2 separate regions of the Anser cygnoides genome follow, and region 1 is linked to region 2. The links are chromatin contacts, called in public Hi-C maps. All regions are on one chromosome and are shown on one strand. Each heading gives the region's core, a stretch centred on a gene start, on an enhancer-like site or on the middle of the called end of the contact. The rest is flanking DNA. Distances are from core to core; before and after follow the strand shown.

The links. A called contact is a pair of places that touch in the nucleus more often than the background predicts.
Region 1: a Hi-C map of liver shows a contact between it and region 2, with 2.7 times the contacts expected there. The contact joins the promoter of ATP7B here to the promoter of SPRYD7 in region 2. A contact is called at or near these places in 2 of 7 Hi-C or Micro-C datasets (both in liver).

The regions. Positions count from the first base shown.
Region 1 is chr1:184,325,858-184,331,357 of Taihu_goose_T2T_genome, forward strand. ATP7B (ATPase copper transporting beta) reads right to left here and starts at 2,460. Exons shown (of 23, transcript XM_066989548.1): 1 at 2,090-2,460; 2 at 1,094-1,220. The coding sequence starts at 1,202. It overlaps ALG11 (ALG11 alpha-1,2-mannosyltransferase), which reads left to right and starts at 2,529. Exons shown (of 4, transcript XM_013179668.3): 1 at 2,529-2,643; 2 at 3,532-3,765; 3 at 4,503-5,434. The coding sequence starts at 2,549.
Region 2 is chr1:183,359,083-183,364,580 of Taihu_goose_T2T_genome, forward strand. It overlaps SPRYD7 (SPRY domain containing 7), which reads right to left and starts at 1,628. Exons shown (of 5, transcript XM_048052495.2): 1 at 1,425-1,628; 2 at 163-279. The coding sequence starts at 1,530. LOC106035048 (a long non-coding RNA gene) reads right to left here. Exons shown (of 10, transcript XR_010828067.1): 10 at 1,837-3,760.

The DNA of each region.
Region 1 (5,500 bases), core at 1,210-3,709, 970 kb after region 2:
CTATGTATAGGTTATATGCAGCCTTAAAAGACATCATGTTTCCTGGATTATTCTACATGGAAGTACCCGTCAAGAAATAAGTGTACATTATAAGGAAAGCACCATGAAGCCTCAAAAAAAAAAAAAAACACCAAAAAAAATACATCAGAGATAGCTTCTCCTGCCAAAACAATTCCTCTGGCCTATCTGTTGTTTGCCTTGGGAGCAAAAGCAAGACAAGAACAGTTCTACGAATACTTTGCTCTTGAACTGTCACCAGGAAAATTACGTGACTGTAGAGGCTTTGTAGCACTAAAGCTGGCCAGTCGATCTGCATCCGTGCAAAAATTTTTCTGGGAAGTGCCAGACCTATGTCCCACAGTGGCAGTGCTGTGCACAAAGCATGCCTGGCTGTCCGACTCCCTGAACAAACTCTGAGGCTCTCCCTGCTGGAAAGTTCACGCACTGCAAATCCAGTTTGCTGCCACAAGGCAGCTGTTTCTGTTGTGCCTGTGGAGATCAGCCTTTTTCTTCCATTTGCCAAAATGCACAAACATATACATTCCTTAAGAGGAGATTTTAGGAACTCACAAAAAAGTGGTTATACCATTTCAGGAAAAGCAAAATATTTTGTTGGGCTCAAGCTAAAACATACTCCCGACATTTAGGAATCCCTGAAGAAATGATATGCCTTGCACTGGAAGCTCTGTAGGCTAAATCCTCATTTCTCATTCCCACTACCACTAAGCTTGCAATGAGCCTTGACTGGAAAGAACAAGTTTCACTTTTCTAGCCATATGAAGTCAAAGGTGTCTGATGACTGAACAGAGACTTAAATTCAAAACACAGCATCTGTCATGTATGGCTCTGGCAACAAAATGGTATGTAGACGTCTACCTTTTTTTTTTTTTTAACTTGCTTCTCAGAACTCATTCAGTCTCATCTTAATTAAGCCGTGGCTAACTTGTGATCCACCAGCTTCATAAATAAACTCAATCTAAGACTCATACCTTCCAAGGGAGTGGCTATAAGCTCCTTTTCAAGTCAGTGGAGAGACACACAACTTTCATCATCTAAAACAGACCGGACTGCTTGTTCCCTAGAAGAACTATACCTCTTCTCTGAACCCGGGCAGTTAGCTTCAAATGTTGACATTGCAAGAAATGTGTCTCGAGTTGAGAGGTGTGAATCCAGCACAGATCTCTTCTGCAAGCATCTGACATGGTTCTCAGGCAGCTGGTCTGTTGGGGAAGAGAAGAAGATTAAGGGAGAGTAACTAGGGCCTGTTGCTCCCAATGTATGAGAAGCGTTGGATCAGGAATGAAATGTTAGAAATGTTAAGTCACTCTGGCCAGGCTTCCCAAGATAACTGTTCCAATGTAACTGCTCACATAAAGGCAGAGATGCCCTCGAAAAAAGTACAGGCAGTTGTAATTAGGGCAGTGAAGGCATTTAAATAACATCAGCAACAACTACTACAACTCTAACTTTCAAGGGTTGACACGTTTCCAACTTTCACCCCCATGTGAGGCTCCCTGTAAGCAGCACACAACCCAGGTGGGTCAGCACCAACTAATCATTACTTACACTCAGCTCTTTCCACTTCCAACACAGCAGAGGCTTTGTCTCTTGGCTTCAAGCTATAGCAATGTTCAAATAAACTCCTGGCCCTACAACATCTGCTGATCAGGAAGCCACAGGAGGACCTTCACAAGCATCCCAAACAGCCCCAAGACCTCAAAACACACCAAGAGCTATGACATGGAAGAGAGAGCTTCAGCCTCAATGAGGTTGAAAGATCAGGGTTTGGTAGAGGTAAAGCATCTTTGAAATACCTTCCAATTTTGGACAGATCAGCTCTGCAAGAGACTGGAGACAGTCTTACCTGCAACAGATCTGCCTGCACCACTACCACCCACTGAACCATGTCCCTAAGCACCACGTCCAACCTTTCCTTGAACACCCCCAGGGACGGTGACTCCACCACCTCCCTGGGCAACCCGTCCCAGTGCCTGACTGCTCTTTCTGAGAAGAAATGTCTCCTCATTTCCAACCTGAACCTCCCCTGGCACAACTTGAGGCCATTCCCTCTAGTCCTATCACTGGTTACCTGCAAGCAGAGGCCGACCCCCAGCTCCCCGCACCTTCCTTTCAGGTTTTGGCAGACAGGGCTACAATGTGTAAACGCTCCCCCTCATCTAGCTCTCGGCAGCCTCACACGGTGAGGGGGCACACACCGGGTTTCTCACCCCGCTCCCCAGGCGGCCATTTTAGGCACACGAAGCCTCCCTGCACGACGCAGCTGCAGCAGCAGCGTTTGGAAAAGCAGCACAGCCCAGCTTATCACTACACCATTCCTCCGGTCTGTGAGTATCCCCCCAGTGGAGACAAAACAGAAGGGGAGGTAAAAGAGGAGGTGAAAACCCGAGATCCAGCAGTACCCACAGCAAACCCCACAAACAGCGCCCCCCTACTTTTGCCCCCACCACCCCCCTGCTGCCTTTTTCCCTCCCCTCAGGCGCCCATTCTATGCCCCGCCCCCTGCCTGTCCATCTCCCGCGGGGAGCCAATGAGAGGGAGACGCAACGCCCGCTTGGCCCCGCCCCCCGGGCTGCCTCCTCTTCCGTCAGGACGCCACAAGATGGTGGCGGGCGGGACGGGCAGGTATGGGAGGAGGGGGCGGCACCTCTGTGGGGAGCGGGCCCCGGGCTGGGGCCACCCTCAGCTGCCTCAGGGAGGGGAGCCCGGGGAGGGGAGGGGAGCCCGGGGAGGGGAACGTGGTGCTGGGCTGTGCTCTGAGGGCAGGCTGAGCGGCTCTACAGTAATGCAGGGCCTAAAGGGGCTGGCTCGGCTGAGGGAAAGCTCGAAAAAGTCTGTTTAAGGGTTGTTTGCTGTGGCTTTGCAGCCTTTATATGGCTTGTAGCCTTTATATGTCTTTATGTGCCTTTATGTGGTGTGTATATGGGTGTATAGTGTGTAATGTAATGTCTGTGTATGTCAGCATGTTATCCTGATACTATATATGCCATGTATATATATATATATGTATGCACAAATATCTAGTATTAATGCTCCAGAATTGATCATCGGAAAAAATCTTTCCCCAAACAACACGCTTTTATGATAGTCGTTGAAATGAACCACCAATATCAGTGATCTAATTCCCGATATCGCCCCATAGCTCTCTACCCATAAGCCCATCTCTCTATCACAGAATCACGGAGTCATCTGGGTTGGAAGAGACCTCCAAGATCACTGAGTCCAACCTCTGACCTAACACTAACAAGTCCTCCACTAAACCATATCACTAAGCTCTACATCTAAACGTCTCTTAAAGACCACCAGGGATGGTGACTCAACCACCTCCCTGGGCAGCCCATTCCAATGCCTAACAACCCTTTCGGTATGAAGAAGTTCTTCCTAATATCCAACCTAAACCTCCCCTGGTGCAACTTTAGCCCATTCCCCCTCGTCCTGTCACCGCGCTGTGTCTCTTCTATGTAACAATTAATTATTTAACTCCTCTACTTAACGATTTCCCACTCCTTTCAGGTTGCTGTGCTCGCTGCTGGTCCCGGCGTTGTTTCTCAGCGGAGCTCTGTGCCTCTGCGTGGCGGTGCTGCTGTGGGCAGCGCGGCTCTGGCTGCAGGCGAGGAAGCAGCGGCTCAGCCCGGCAGGGAGGGACGGGCAGCGGCCCGTGCTGGTGGCGTTTTTTCACCCGTATTGCAACGCGGGGGGCGGAGGGGAGAGGGTCTTGTGGTGTGCCATAAGGACGATCCAGAAAAAGTAAGCACACGTTTATCAAATACAACATTTCACGCTCAGCTTCTTATGGTATTCTTTATGCAAATTGTGTTATTTTTGCATATTTAAATGGGTATCGTTAATGTACAGGCCCTAAAGGTTTTCTTTTTAGATCTGTGTTTCACCTGGTTGCGCCTTCTTGCTTCAGCACTCTGCCCGGATTTTATTCCATCCTGTGTCTTCTGCACAACTGCGGCACCTGTCACTTCTTTCCTCCTAAGCCGAACCGCTCCTCTCTCATCGTTTTTTTTTGGTATCAGTATTGGACTTTTAGGGACACATCAGTTACCTGCACACAAATTCTAGTTTTGATACTCGCCTCTTGTTGCGGGAGACAAAGTTAATATCTGAAGTGGATTCAGCATTGGCACAACCCCTGGCTTTGTGCAGCCTTCTGCATTTTGTTCATGCTGTGTGCTAGATGGACATCTAATGTAGTGCAAGGCACTCTTAAGTCTGATATTGATTAATACGGAGCTCATTTATCTTTTACTCTAAAAAAAAACAGTCTTCAGTCATCATGCTTTACTGTGGGTCAGAAAAAATAAAATAGAAGTATAAGGGAAAGAATTCATAGAATCAGTTTAGTTAAATCAAAATCATTACAGAGATGTTTGCTTTGAACATTCTTTTGGATTAATTTTGAATGGATAATGTTTTAGTTTCATGTTATAAAACTTTATGAGAACGTGTGAAATCCTTTTTCCTTACTCTTACAGGTACAAAAACGTAACGTGTGTTGTTTACACTGGTGACAGAGATGCCACTGGAGAAGAAATAGTAGCAGGTGCTTTCAGAAGGTTCAATATTAAATTAACTCATCCTGTGAAGTTTGTGTTTCTAGAAAAACGCTATCTCGTGGAAGCTTCTCTTTATCCTCACTTCACTTTGCTGGGACAAAGCTTAGGCTCTGTGTTCCTTGGCTGGGAAGCTCTTCTGAAGTGTGTTCCTGACATTTATATTGACTCGATGGGTTACGCCTTCACGCTCCCCCTCTTTAAATATTTAGGAGGTTGTCGCGTTGGATGTTACGTCCACTATCCCACCATCAGCACCGATATGCTGTCTGTGGTCAGGAATCAGGACACCAGGTTTAACAACGCAGCCTTCATTACAAACAATCCGCTCTTCAGCAAATTCAAACTCGTCTACTACTACTTGTTTGCGTTCTTGTATGGATTGGTCGGTTCTTGCAGCGACGTGGTTATGGTTAATTCTTCGTGGACGCTCAATCACATCCTTTCCATCTGGAGAACTGGGGCTTGCACTAGCGTGGTGTATCCGCCGTGTGACGTCCAAACTTTCCTGGATATTCCACTGGAAGAGGAAAAGAGCACCGCTGAATGTTCAGTTGTTTCCGTCAGCCAGTTCAGGCCTGAGAAAGATCATCCTTTGCAGATCAGAGCCTTTGCTAAGCTGCTGAAAGAGAAGGGACTGGGGCAGCAGCCATCACTGAAGCTTGTTTTAATTGGAGGCTGTCGTAACCAGCAAGATGAAGAGCGTGTAAATAACCTGAAACGTCTTTGTGAGGAGCTGGGAGTTAGTGACAACGTGATGTTCAGAATAAACATTCCCTTCGAGGAGTTAAAGAAACACCTGGCCGAGGCCACTATCGGCCTGCACACGATGTGGAACGAGCACTTTGGGATCGGTCAGTATCTTTGCTTGTTTTTCAGCCGTTTGTCTCAGCGGTTAGAACGCAGCTGGGGAGGGTTTC
Region 2 (5,498 bases), core at 378-2,877:
AAATTTCATTTTACAGAATGACAACCTATAAGAGCCTCCAATATTCACAAAGTTCAAGGATGCAATTTGAAAGATGCATGTGCTCGGCATTTGAGATACGACCGACAGCGAGCAATCTGACATACCTTCCACGTTTAAAGTTGTACATTTTTGCTGACTAACCTGTGGACTGGATTTTAAACTCAAAATAGCTCTTGTTCTGATGCAAAGGTGCATTGGCTAGGCAGCCTCCTGTGCCGCATATTCTCCTGCCGTTTTTAACAATGACAACATCTGTTCCTGCAAGAAGAAAACAAAACACAGAACTTCAAAACATTTTCAGAAGTCTGGAAGCGGCCCTTAAAAGCCCTAGACACGGAGAACAATTTTTGTTCTTTCAGCCCCAAGTAAGAGCTTCATTAGTCCAAGAGAATTACGATGACGGGCCACGCTTTGAAGTAAGAAACGGGAGGCTGTTTATAGGCTGGTTCATCTTTCAAGTAGGGTTTATTTATTTAAAACCTATACGCTGCTCTAATTTCATCTCTTGGGCTTTAAGGCACCACGCTGATTACAGCCTTTGCTCAGCCACATCAGAGGCATAACTTACAATTTAGTCAGAAGGGCTCGCTGTGAGGAGGACCTAAGCCCTGTACTCGGTCTCTATAGACTGGAGAAAAACATTCTGCAGTGAGAAGGAAAGGCACATCAAGTAGAAACATGTGATGGACTTGCGAGGCGTTCAGGTATTCTCAGGTGAAGTCCTTTTGTTAGAAACATGCCTGCCAGTATGGAGAGGGGAAAAAAAAGAAACGTAATCCTGCTAGGTTCTCTTTCTCTGGCAGAAGACTTCACCTATAGGTACCGTTGGCACAGCCATGAATATGGTAGACTCCCCAGGTCCAAAACAGGCCAGGAATTGCGCTGGAAAGCAGCCAGGCTGCTTTCCTCCTCACTGAGCTGTGGATGAAGGGCTGCCTCCTCGATGGAGCCTGGGCACGGCTTGGTGTGAAGATCACCTCAAGAAGAGCTTCAGGCAAGGCTGCAAACGGTTCTGCTCCTTCCCTGAAGCCAAGGAAGGTGACCGCACACCCGCTCACATCATCTGCCTCAACTGAACCTAACTCAAACCTCTTTTTATTATTTTTATTTTTATTTTTATTTTTTTCGGCTTCCTCTGCAAACTCTTTCGATGCGAATCCCTTCGCATCCCTTGGCGGTGGGCTGCATTCCCAGGCACCTGCTGCCAAGTGCCGACCCCTCCCCGCGCCCTTCCACCACAACCCACGCCACAAAGCAAGGCGAGAGCCCCCTGAGGCCTCCCCCTCACCGCCTCATGCACGGCGACCCCAAAACGACAGCTTTTCCCCCCAAAATAACTCTCGCGGTGACACCTCCCGGCCCCGGGAGCCGCCTCCCCGAGGCTGAGGGGCAGCCGCGCTCACCCATGCGCTGCGTGTCGAGCTGCACCGCCGGCATCTCCTTCAGCGGGATGTGGCCGGCGCCGCCATCCCGGCACCAGCGGAGGCAGCAGAAGGCGGAGGCGGCCATGGCTTGGCCGGGCCGAGCCGAGCCGAGCCGAGCCGAGCCGAGCCGGGCCGGGCCGGGCCGAAGCGCGCAGCCGCCGCCGAGCCGCGAGATGGCGGCGGGTCGCGGCGCCCCCTGGCGGGCGGGAGGTGGCGGCGGGCGGGTGCGACATGGCGGGGCGCTGAGGGGAGCGCGGGGAGCCCGGCCCTCGGGGAGAGGCCTCGCAGCGGGCCGGGGGCTGGCAGCCGGGCAGGCTGGGCTCGGCTGTGCCTCCCCTGTGCCTCCCCTGCAGTGAGGGGTGATAATGCGACAGTGGGAGCCCGCCCGGACCCCGCTTTGCTCCCTTCACCCCGCTTCCCGCTCGGATTTTCTGTCAGAGAAACCTCCGGCAAATGTCGTGCCTGCTGGTCCACAACGCTCTGCCGACATCAAAATACATGTGTTTAAAGGCATATTTATCTCCAATTTGAGATGAAATTGGTCCCCGTGGTTTTCAGCTGCCATCTCATTTTGCTACATTTCACCTAGAAAGCTCCCTTAACGTTTTCCTGCAGTATGCACCTAATGTAACCCATGTGGTACAACATCATCCGTCTTGGGGGCTTACGCGGGTGTTCACATCCTTTGTTAAAGGAAAGCTTCACGGCAAGAAATATCTTATTGGTCTGGATGGGCTGTATCAGTCACACTTACCCCTTCGCTTGAAACATGAGGTGAAATGCTGCCTTCCTCAAAATTGTGCCTAAAACCAATCTGATTTTAAGAGCAGCTTTAAAATATGCTTCCTTTCTTTTATTGGACTTACTGTTACAGCCCATAAACATTTGGGGTCAAGAGCTGACTTCCTTAAAATATGCCAAATGGGATTATTCTTGGACTTCTAAGAAGTAAATATTAGGTGGAAACTGATGTTTATTCATTTCGTATGTAGGGCATCGTCGTCCTCATTGGTAGCTCGTTGTTCACATAATTAGTCCCATTTAAGTCACTGCGGGATTTTTATTGTCTGTCGCACACTGCGGGTTTGTTACAGTAAATGCTAAATGACAAATGTTAATATATTATATATAAAAAAAAAAAAGACTTAGGAAGAGACGCAACCTCCAGATGACTTCCTATCCTATTTCTTCTCTGTGCCCCAATAATCTCCTTTCTTCCCCAGAATGACCACTGGGGAAACAAGCACATCTTGCCAAAGCTGTCAGACTAAAGGGGAACAAGGCTTTTGGGGGGCGGTTGCTGGCACTTTCCCACTCCAATGCTTTCTTACTGGAGATCCTGGTTTCACCAGTCCCCAGACAGCAGCAGCTGTGGCGCTGGGTGTCCCCCAGAGCCAGCACCAAGCCCAGTGCTGGTGACAGCTCAGTGTCACGGCAGGGTGCATGGTAAAGCTGCCAAGCCCCACCTGGGAAAAGCAACAGGGGACAAGGCTGGTCAGGTGGAAAAAGGGAATGTCAGCTGGTAATAAATACAACTTTTTTGTATGCCTCTTGTGGAGGAGGAGGTGAGAAATGGCAGCAAGATAGTACCATATCTGTAATTTTTTCTTGACAGCCTGTTTAGAGCATATTTGAACAGCAAGATTTCACAAAATTTGTACAATGCCCAAGCAGCTGCCCCAAGGAAATGGAGATCTGGGCTCCAGCATTCACATGTATAACTGTGGTTGGCAATGAAGGGTTAATTCAGCGTCTGCTGAATTTCTTGAATGTGCATTTCTTTCGCTGGGGAGGCCAAGTATTTAGGGCCCTCCCACACTGGAAGCAAAATTATGCTCAGCATGCCTAAACATGCTTGTTGCTCACAGGGTTTTAGCTTTTTTTTTTTCCCTTGAACAGTAGCAGCAGAGACATTTTGTCTGGGAACCATGTTAGAAGAACAGGAAAAAGAACAGAAAAGAAGACCAGGTCTCATCCATTTCACAAACATGGGAGCGCTGGAGATTGTGCTGGAAGAGAAGGGTGGTCATAGACTTGTTTTGTTCCCTTGCTCTGAGTTTCATTCACAAAACACAACTGTCTCTCATTAGCCCTGCAAAATAGATCCACAGGCTGCAAATACGTCTCGGTAAGGTTCCCTGATGTCACCAAATTCGCAGGAGAGAGGGGAACTATGTATCACCCGTTGTTACAGCATGTAATACAACATCACCAATTAGTCTCAGCACGATAATTCCTCTTCATCAGAGCCTTGCTAGGGAAAAACACTGGGAATTGCTCCTCCACTGCCACAAGCATTTTGGAGGCATTTCCACCTGTGAAAATGAATTAAAGAAAGCAAAAAAAAAAAAGTTATTAAATGTGCTGGAATAGATGTAGTAACATCTTCGTGGGGCTTGCACAGAAGTAAATGATGGCGCAGGACTGGAAAATCAAGGTTTGTTTACTGAAAGCAGTCCTTCCACTCACAGGGTCAGGCCTGTGGTTTGGAAGATGATACAGACAAGGTCTCAGATGAAAAACAGGTTGTGCTCTTACTCTTCAAATCTTCGTTATAACGTGTTCTGGGGAGGATTTACTTTCTGTAGGAAGTCTCCTACTTCATGCAGTTAATCTGACACTCGCCAAGTCATAGCAGAAATTGTGTATGAAAATTAATTTTGTTCCCAGTTGTTCTGTTTACTTTGGAGGTCACTTCCCCTTTCCTTTCTATGCCGTAGAAGCAGAACCGATCAGGGCAGGGCTTTGATCTATAGGCAATCACAAACCTCATTAAAACCGACAGGCAGGCTGGCCAGGCTTCATTCAGGAAGGAGCAATTAAGCGCTTTTATGGCGTAAGATAGCGACAAACTAGAAACCGCTGCCCAGGGCACCGGGCTGCACAGCCAGGCACTGAGATGAGCTAATTCGTATGAGCAAGCACTAATTTGGGGAAAGTCAGAGTTCTCCGGGGACCGCTTGCAAGCACGGCAGCAAGAGCGCAGATTGGTTGCAGCTGTGTTTGCCTGCGTGCATGTCAGGGAGCGGAAACACCACGCGAGAGCCAGCAGACAGTGGGAGAAGCAGTGGTGCATGGCCCTGAGAAAAAGCCAAGGGACAGCTTCTTCTGGGCAAGCATCCTGGCGAGAGCAGCAGACTTGGACCGCCGCGCCGTATTCCCTCCCATTTGCTTCCTCTGCGTGCAAGGAAACGGGACGTGGCTGTACATTCTTTGTAAATAAATAGGATTACACCAAGGAGATAACTGAATTCACCACCACGTTTTCCTCCTAACGGGGAAATCTGGCGACGAGCTGAATATTAGTTAACCGTGCGGGTCAAAGTTCCGCATGGAAAACTAGGGAACTTTTTGGCACTGCTAAAATAGTCATCAGAGACCCTGCAGACACCGAGGCAGTCTCTGAAATTCAGACCTCAAAACTGCAGTCGATCATTTCAGCTGCTGATGATCCTTCACGGATTTTTAATGGCTACTGTCTCTACAATGCATATGAAAAGTAGTTTTTATGGAATGATAACAAGAAACTGCTTTCTCTGATCTCTCCTTTGGAGTGTTTAATACAGCCCAGATGTATCTGTTGAAAAAGAAGTGTGGTCAGATGCAATGTAGTTGTGCGACGTTTATACACGGCTAAGGTGTTTGATACACAGCGCTGCTCTGAATGGTTTATTCATGTTGTCTCACAGTGTCTTCTTACTGAGCTGTATTGGCATCGCCTCTCTGGCAGGTTTATTTCCATATTTAGGTCCCGACAGCAGCCACACAGCACATCTCAGGTTGCCTCTCTCCATTTGAGGATATGCTCACATGAATAGAGCAGCGTGCTTCAAGAAGTTATCATCCTAAAGCTGGACCTGATTCTGGGAGTGCTCCAGCACCTCTGCAACGGGCCGTGAAGCCTGAACCTCCTTCAGTGGGAAATAAAGGTAGACCTGGAGCCCAGGATAAGTCTGGGAAATGCCCTCAGCTCTTTTCTTCGGTGTTTCACCCTCGGAGACAAGTGCAATCAGACAAGTCTTTGGTAGCATGGCTTTGGAAAAGCTTTACTGA